Linked DNA regions of Ovis aries: region 2 is linked to region 1. Evidence: chromatin contacts called from public Hi-C data. All regions are on one chromosome and are shown on one strand. Each heading gives the region's core, a stretch centred on a gene start, on an enhancer-like site or on the middle of the called end of the contact. The rest is flanking DNA. Distances are from core to core; before and after follow the strand shown.

Region 1 (4,072 bases), core at 184-2,683:
AGCAGAGCTGTATGGCCTGATGGCCCGCCTCGCACCTCAGCCTCCTTTCCAGCAGCCTGGCGCCCCTTGCCACACTTTCTGTTTCCTCTCACTGATCCTGAAAACCTCCAGCTCTTCCTCATCACCTTCTGTTTTTCTGTGCTGTTTACTTGCTCCTTTTTAAAATTCTGCCTTCCTAAATGTTGCTGCTGTGCTCAGCTGCTTCGGTTGTGTCCAACTCTTTGTGGCCCCTCAGTCCATGAGATTCTCCAGGCAAGAATACTGGAGTGGATTGCCATGCCCTCCTCCAGGGGAATCTTCCTGACCTGGGGATCGAACCCGAATCGCCTGTGTCTCCCCTATGCAGATTCTTTACCTCGGAGCCCCTGGGGAATCCCTGAAATGTTAACCTTCCCCAAAGCTGTTTTCTCTGTTATAGGCTCCCCTATCTCCTGAGCTCTTGGCTTCACCAGTCATTTGGTTGTGTTGTTCTTTGCTCACAAGCACATGTTTCCAGCCTGAGACTTTTCCCCTCGTTTAAGTCCCAAATTTCCAGGTATTTGTTGGGATGATATGGTAGCATAATGGTTCTCAAAGGGTGGTCTGGGGACTCTTACAGGTCTCTGAGACCCTTCCAGGGGCCCCACAGGGTCAAAATGGTCTTAAAGGTGATGCTCCAGTGTGATTCATTTTCACTCTCTTGCGAGCGTGCAGTGGGGCCTTCCAGAGGCCACAGGGTATGTGATGATGGTGTACTTCACGCCTGATGGAACACATGCTTGTGTGCTCTTGTGTTGTAAAGATTGCTCACTTTTTATGTCTAACGTGGTAAATATAAAGAACTTCCCTCGTAAGCCACCTGCCAGCATAGGAGATGTGGATGCAGGTTTGATCCTTGGGTTGGGAAGATCCCCTGCAGGAGGAAATGGCAACTCCCTCCAGTATTCTTGGCTGGAAAGTTTCATGGACACAGGAGCCTGGTGGACTGCAGTTCATGGGGTTGCATAGGGTCGGACACAACTGAGTGAACACACACATACACGGTACATAAAATAGATTAACTCACATAGACAGAAGGTCTCTGGGACTCTCAGTGATCTGTAAGTGTATAAAGGAACACAGGGGCCAAAGTGTTCGAGAGCCCACTGCGCTCGGGACAGGCAGTAACTTCACCTGGGCCTCTCCATCCTGACGCTCCTGCAAACTGCCGAATTCTGCAGATTCTGTCAGTGGCACCACCCTTCCTCCAGACTCCAAGGCAGGAAACGCTTCCTTTCCCTTTACCAGCCTTTAGAAGAGTAGTTCCTAACACCTGAAAAGACGTACTGGTCAGGCCCAGGGGAACCTTCTGTTGGGATAGAGGGATGCGCAGCGTGGACCGCTGACTGCAGAGGAGTGGGTGGCGGGTCAGCACGTGGCACTCGGAGCTCAGTGCTCTGCTGGCTGCCCGACCAGGGACAGCGTGTCCAGGGCCCTGGCGCTTTGCCCCGGACACACTGCTGGACTGACGGCCGCCAGACTAGGTCGCAGGGCGTGCTGTTGCGCTCTAGTTCTTATCAGTGTTATGTTATTGCGTCAAGGTTTTAAAAAGAGAGAAACTCTGGGAATAGGTAGAGCAAGGACATTGGTCCAGATTGATGGAAACTGTCTCCAGGTCACGAGGCTCGGAAGTCTGGAGCCGGGTCCTGAGAGCCCAGGCCGTGCCGGGGAGGCGCGCAGTCCTGTCTGCTCTTGAGCTCAGTAGCCGGGACTGCTGAGCCCAGAGATGAGGGTGCCTTGTGGTCTTGTTCTACAGTTATCCCGTTGCTTGTTTAGTAAATGGTGGGTCACTGCTTGAGGGCGTAGCAATGACATTTCCTAGTGGTGGTACAGCCTCGCTCCTTTTCCTGTGTTTTGTAACAGTGCTTCTGACACGGGACACGGCGCTCACAGGACCCAGTGAGTGCTCTGTGAAAGGTGGTGTGTCTCACCCCCCATATGCAGGGAAGACGGGCAGCTCCTCCTACTGGAGACTGTGGTGCACGGCAGCACGTTAAAGCTCAGAGGAGTTTAAATCTATAATAAAATAATTTGTTACACTCTGTTCAACCTACTATTTGATCACAAAAATATTTTCAAACACCTAGTACTACTCATTGCACAGAATAAAATCATTATTCCCAGGTCAGGGTTTGGGAAACATGGAATCAGTTCCATACTGTTAACACCTATGATTGTATAGATATATTTTTGCCTAGGTAAACATTTAAGAATGACCATGACCAGTCACTTAAACATGAGTCTCTCCCTGGTGGCGTCTCCCAAGCTTCACATTTAAATTTCTTTATGTCAGCAATGCCAGATCTCAGTCTTCTGCCCTCGGCGCACTTTTCCGGGCCTGTTGTTCTTCCATCACCTGAATACACCGCCAGCAGCTCAGCATGTCGGACTCCACCTCCTTGTCTAACCCAGCCTGTGTCCCCCTCTTCCCTGGGCTTATCCTGTCCTGGCCTCCTGTCACCTCGCTGTGTAGACGGTGAAGCCTCTTCTCTGCACCCTTCCTCTCCACTGGCCTTCATGTCCAGCTGGTCAAACCATGTCAAGACTGCCCACCTGTCCACTCCGTTCTCTCTGCACCTACCAACCCACGGGGCTTCCCTCCACGCCCGTCCCTCTCCAGTTTCCTCCAAGACTGGGGAGAGGTCCCCACAGCTGAGCCTGATCAGCCCTTATTCCCACGTGTCCATCAGGCTCGAATGCAGAGTTCAGTTCAGGCTCATGTTCAAGTCTTCCCACAGTTCATCTCAGTCTGGTTTTCTAACATTATTCCCAGTGGTTCCCTTCACAAATTTAGGGAGTTGCTTTTCATAGTGACACAACATCTTGATGTTCTTTCTATGCAACTGCTGTGCACTTTTGATCCTCCTGTCCTCTTTCCTTGGAGGAATCCCCTTCATTTCCCTCTCTTCTCCACCATCTCCTCAGCACAACTGTCCATCCTTCCAAGTCCCTCCAGAGGCCACCACCCTTACAAAGTTTTCTGTAGTCCTCTCAGCAGGCTATTATATGTCCCCCTCTGGGGTGTCGCAGCACCTCCTGTATAACTCTCTTAACCTATGGAAAGTGTTAGTCGCTCACTCTCGGTGGCCTCATGGACTGCAGCCCACCAGGCTCCTCTGTCCATGGAACTCTTCAGGTAAGAATACTGGAGTGGGTTGCCATTCCCTTCTCCAGGGGATCTTTCTGACCCAGGGGTTGAACCCGAGTCTCCTGCAGTGCAGGCAGATTACCGTCTGAGCCACCAGGGAAGCCCCGTAGCTTTCTTAAAACACCTACCTAGATCTATCTTAAATTCCAGTTATTTGTGTGTCTCCCTTATCCTTGCCTGCAGCTCAGTGAAGTCAACCTCTGTCATCTGTATATTTGTGTCTCCTTCAGAGCCTAACCTGGGGATCTTACTAACAGGAACGGAAAAGAAAATGCCGAAAAAAATATACGTGGTTTTAAAATGTTATTTTTATGTATATAAAATGTCCATCATGATTATTGGCAATGCATACAGTATTCTTTTAACTGTAGCCCTTCTAAAGTGAATAGCAATCATGGGAATTCAAATTAGTAGGTGGTCATAGGACTATTTTAATTGAGTTATAAATATACCTTCATTCTTAATTTGAACAAGGGTGTGTGGTTTCCAGATTCCCTTCACACAGATTAAGGAAACCTTGACCCTTGACCCAGGAGGCCTCGAGCCCCTGAGCCTTTTCCTCAGCTGTTCACGCAGCTCCGGGGTAGCACGTGATCATCCCCTCATACATACTCATGTACTCATTGCCAGACACGTTCCAGAGCTGGAATGATGGCTAATATTTGTATTTCAAATAACTTCCTTGTGTGCACAGTAGGTAAGGAGAGAGGAGGCAACGTCGCGTTAAACAGGTAGAGCCACCTGAAACCCGTTCATCCCAAGATAAACGTCAGTGCAAGTAACCTGAGAGCATTGGCCGTTAGTGGAGCTCCAAACCAGTTCCTTTCACTCCAGCCTCCCAGCACCCTCTCTCTTAGCACTTTCCAGAAGTTTTATGCAGTGCCTTCTTATTGGAAATCGGTACGT
Region 2 (4,101 bases), core at 1,326-3,825, 410 kb before region 1:
CTGCTTGGAGCCCAGTTGCTGCTTTGCCGCTCGGTCATGGCTGACTCTTTGTGACCCCATAGACTGTAGCCCACCAGGCTCTTCTGTCCATGGAGTTCTCCAAGCAAGAATACTGGAGTGGGTAGGTAGTGCCCTCCCCCAGGGGATCTTCCCGACCCAGGAACTGAACCTGGGTCTCCTGCGCTGCAGGCAGATTCTTTACTGTTTGAGCCCCCAGGAAAGCCCATGGAGCAGAGCATCTCTGCCATCGGCAGCACTGCTGAGTACACCCCAGTGCACAGTCAGACATCTGCTCAGTAAGCAGCGAATACGTGAGATAAATTACCTTGAGAGGGCCACACCTCCTCTAAAAGCCGGGCAATGTGACCGGAATGGCCGCTGTTCAAAGCATATTCATAGGAAAACAGGCGAGGGCTCACTCACAATGGACAGACACATACAGGTTACTGAAAAAGTCATTGTATATGGATTGCAGTTTGCTCAACATGGATTTTGGTTTTGTGGACTCCAAACGCCGACACTCATTCACCTCACAGCCTTGGATGTGTCTATTTTGTGTGTATGTGTATGCGTGCTAAGTCACTTCAGTCGTGTCCGACTTTCGGCAACCTCATGGAATGGTGCCCGCCAGGCTCCTCTGTCCATGGCATTCTCTAGGCAAGAATACTGGAGTGGGTTGCCATGCCTTTCTCCAGGGGATCTTGGAACCTGCCTGCCAATGCAGGAGACATAAGAAACCCAGGTTCAATCCCTGGGTCGGGAGAACCCCTGGAGAAAGTTGGGAAGCTGGGAAAAAGACACAAACTTCCCTTTGCCAAAACAGAATTCTGGCCTGCCCACTGGTCAAGTTCTTGTTTTCAGCCCTCTTTTGTTGTTCGTTTTTGTTTTGAAAACAAACAAACAAACAAAAAAAACCTTAAAGAGAAGGCAGGTGTGATCTTGCACACTGGAACCAGCTTTCCGCCAGGCAGAACCTGCTGGGAAGGGAGGGGCCCTCCAGGACACGTGCTCCCTGCCTGGAATTGGGGAGCACAAGATCCCTACCAGCCCCCTGCACCACCACCATCAGCTCTCAGGCTCCCACAGCAAAAACCCAGTTCTGCCTCTGCAGACACAGTAAGCGGCACAGCTGAATTTCCATCTAAGCAATTCAGCTGCTGAATGGAGAGGTCTGAGTCCTGTGCCATGTGGGTGAGGCTGTGAAGTCCAACCATAACACAAATAACGTGTCCCCAAGTGGCCTTACTTCTCACCACACTCTCATTCTATAGGTCCTACAGTCCCGATTTGACAGAGCTGAGAACTGACATCAGGGCCACGTATGGCTGGCTTCAGACCTAGTGATTTTCCACTTCTCAAGCCACTTTTTTACTCTCTCACAAGCCATTATATTTATTGATAAGGTAGCCAACTTTTGGCAGACACACCTTCCAATATTCAGTCTGAGCACTATTGCCAAAATCTAAATCCCCATCCTGTTTTGGAAAATGCGGTCATCTCTCCATCGTCCCATTTCCCTGGGGCATCGTTCTTGGTTGTTTTTTTTTTTTTTTTCCACGCCTTAAATTCTTCTCACGGCCAGCAGAGGGCAGATTTGTGCCACCACGTTCTTTCCTGCGAGAAAGGGATACACAAGCGAACAGGGAACACCAGAGGCGAGGGGCAAAGACGTCCTTGAGAATGAGAATGTGGACGGTCTCCCCTCCCTGGTAGTCAAGGGATTAGATGGACGGACAGATAAAGCCCTCATTCGCTATGACCACTTTCTCATATCTGCAGAAAATAAAGGAAATGGTGATTCGGAAACCCGTGTCCCCTTTTCCTTTGCTCTTTCTGAAATCTCCAGCCACGCAGGTGAAGGAGCAGAAGACGCGGGAGGAGTCAGGGGCCGTAACTAAGGCTCGGAAACGGGACCCGCTGCTCAGGCGGCCTGGCATTCTCCAGCTCGGTGCCGAGGATGATGAAGCTGTCACCGTGTTGCTGCCCGAGTCCCACGGGGAGGGCTCGCCCACGTGTCCCCACCCAGCCGGAATCCGCCTCGGCCGCGATTCCCAGTGTCAGCATCAGGGATTTGGTGGCGGAGGGGAGGCAAAGGGATGACCTGGCTACTGGAGTGACCTTCCTGAACATGCTGGAAGCCTGGCGCTCTCATGCCTTTTTTATTTTTATTTCATTAATTTTATTTTTTATTGGTTTTATTGTTTCCTTTTATTTTTGGCTGGTCCATGAGCATGTAGGATTTTAGTCCTGGACCCGGGATTGAACCCCTGTGGCCAAAGCCTATGGCCAGGGAAGTCCCTGCTGGCAGGAGCTGCTGAAACCCTTCCTGTCAGTGACTCCCAGGCCCTGAGTGTTCCCACTTGTCCACTGTTTTCTTTAAAACTTTGTTTCAACCCATCTTTTCCTCGGGTAGAAACAGTCTTAAATAACTTTTCAGCTCACTCAGCCAGAGAAGACGAGAAGGAAATGAAGCCTGGCTCCTCGAGTGGATGATGAAACCCGGGTCAGAGGGTTGCCAGCGCCGGAGGGGAGTCGGCCTGAGTCACTCTGCGCGGTGCTATTAAAAATTCTCACCCGCCCAGACCAGATGCAGCTCCTTACAGTCCCGTGTAATTTAGAGCAGGGCCCAGGCAGGGTGAGTCTGTGTTTGCTCTGACAAGTATTTAGGGTGCAGGAGGAATTCACTGCACCCTTTCCACTCTGGAGCTGGTGAGCAACGCAGGCCCTCACGCAGACTGGCTGTTGATATTCAGGCTCTTCTTTCTCTTTAACGGAGGCTCCCCTTCCTTCTGCCTTTTGCTCCATCTGCAATGGGGAGGAGGAACCAGACAGGCCCAGCCATTACTGAATTCTAGAATTGTCCTCCCCCGAATAGGGTCTTCAAGGCAACATATAAGAAGCACACCACTCTACATCAGTGAATTCAGTATACATGTATGTGTGGGGTCCGTGAGCATGGTATATAGGTTTGGTTGAAAGTTCATATATATGGTGCATACGTGTGTGTGTTGGGCACGTACATGTGTGAATGTATTTGCAGGTATGTGTACATATATATGCATGTGTGGCTGGGGTCTCTGTACATGGTATATGCATGTTTGGCTGGGAATATGTGAATATAGTTTATGCATTTTTATTTGGGGGATCTGTGTACATGATATGTGCACCTTTGGTTGGGGGGGGTCTGTGTACATGTGTACATGTATGTATGTTTGGCTGGGAATATGAGAATATAGTTTATGCATTTTTATTTGGGGGATCTGTGTACATGATATGTGCACCTTTGGTTGGAGGGATCTGTGTACATGTGTGTTTGGCTGAGGGTATGTGCACATGCTAGGCATGCTGAAGATAGTTGAGATGGAACAACAGAGCTGGATCACAGATGCTGTGACCCTTTATATGTCGCCTTCAAACAGTTACAGAGCATCCGCGTAGAGCACTGAGATAGAGAGGGGTATTCATGTGATTCCTAAGCTTGAGATCCATTACAATCTATATGGAGAGAGGATGTGTAAATATATTATTAAAAACAAAAAGGGGTTGTTGTTGATTATGATCTCTGCCAATTTTTAGACAAACAAAAACTTCTTTAAAAAAAAAGTGCTCAGAAATTCAAATGAGAAAGTTTCTCTGAGGCTTGGTGAGGTCTAGAAGACTGTAAGGACAAGATAATATTGTCACTGAACTTTGAGACAAAGAATTAGGGCTCAGGTAAGCAGGGTGACCTGAGGAAGGCAACCTCTGGACAAGCTTGCTCATCAATACAGAAAACACACTGAACTCCTGGTCTCATCGGTCAAAATCTGTTTGCCAGGTATCGGTCACTCAAATTGCAAACAAAACCAGCATGACCAACTTCAGGTCTCAAAGATGCCATCAAGATGCTGCCTCAGGTCTTGGCTCTGTTCCTCCCAGTGCTGGCTTTATTTGCAGGCAGGCGCTCCCTGCAGAAGGTGACCTGGAGCTCCAGAACAGTGCATGCACCCTGTCCCCAGAAGCGCCAGCAAAGCATTCCGGTCTCTCATTAGCTTGGGTCAAGTGCTCATCCCCGAATCAGTTTCCATGACCAGCAGCATACAGTTCTCTGATGGCCAGATC

The links. A called contact is a pair of places that touch in the nucleus more often than the background predicts.
Region 2: a contact with region 1 is called in a Hi-C map of tail adipose tissue, with 5 times the contacts expected there. The contact joins two enhancer-like sites. A contact is called at or near these places in 9 of 16 Hi-C or Micro-C datasets (blood, hypothalamus, liver and 4 more).

What each region holds. Positions count from the first base shown.
Region 1 is chr19:1,685,617-1,689,688 of ARS-UI_Ramb_v3.0, reverse strand. The region is part of intron 7 of NEK10 (NIMA related kinase 10); the gene reads left to right. Among named protein-coding and RNA genes, the nearest start is that of NEK10, 72 kb to the left of the region's middle. Within about 2 kb of position 1,433, at least 6 of the 54 cell types and tissues checked have an H3K27ac peak or open chromatin away from gene starts, as enhancers often do. A contact at or near this core is called in tail adipose tissue, where this site is marked.
Region 2 is chr19:2,094,260-2,098,360 of ARS-UI_Ramb_v3.0, reverse strand. No RefSeq gene overlaps it. Among named protein-coding and RNA genes, the nearest start is that of EOMES, 31 kb to the left of the region's middle. Within about 2 kb of position 2,575, at least 14 of the 54 cell types and tissues checked have an H3K27ac peak or open chromatin away from gene starts, as enhancers often do. A contact at or near this core is called in tail adipose tissue, where this site is marked.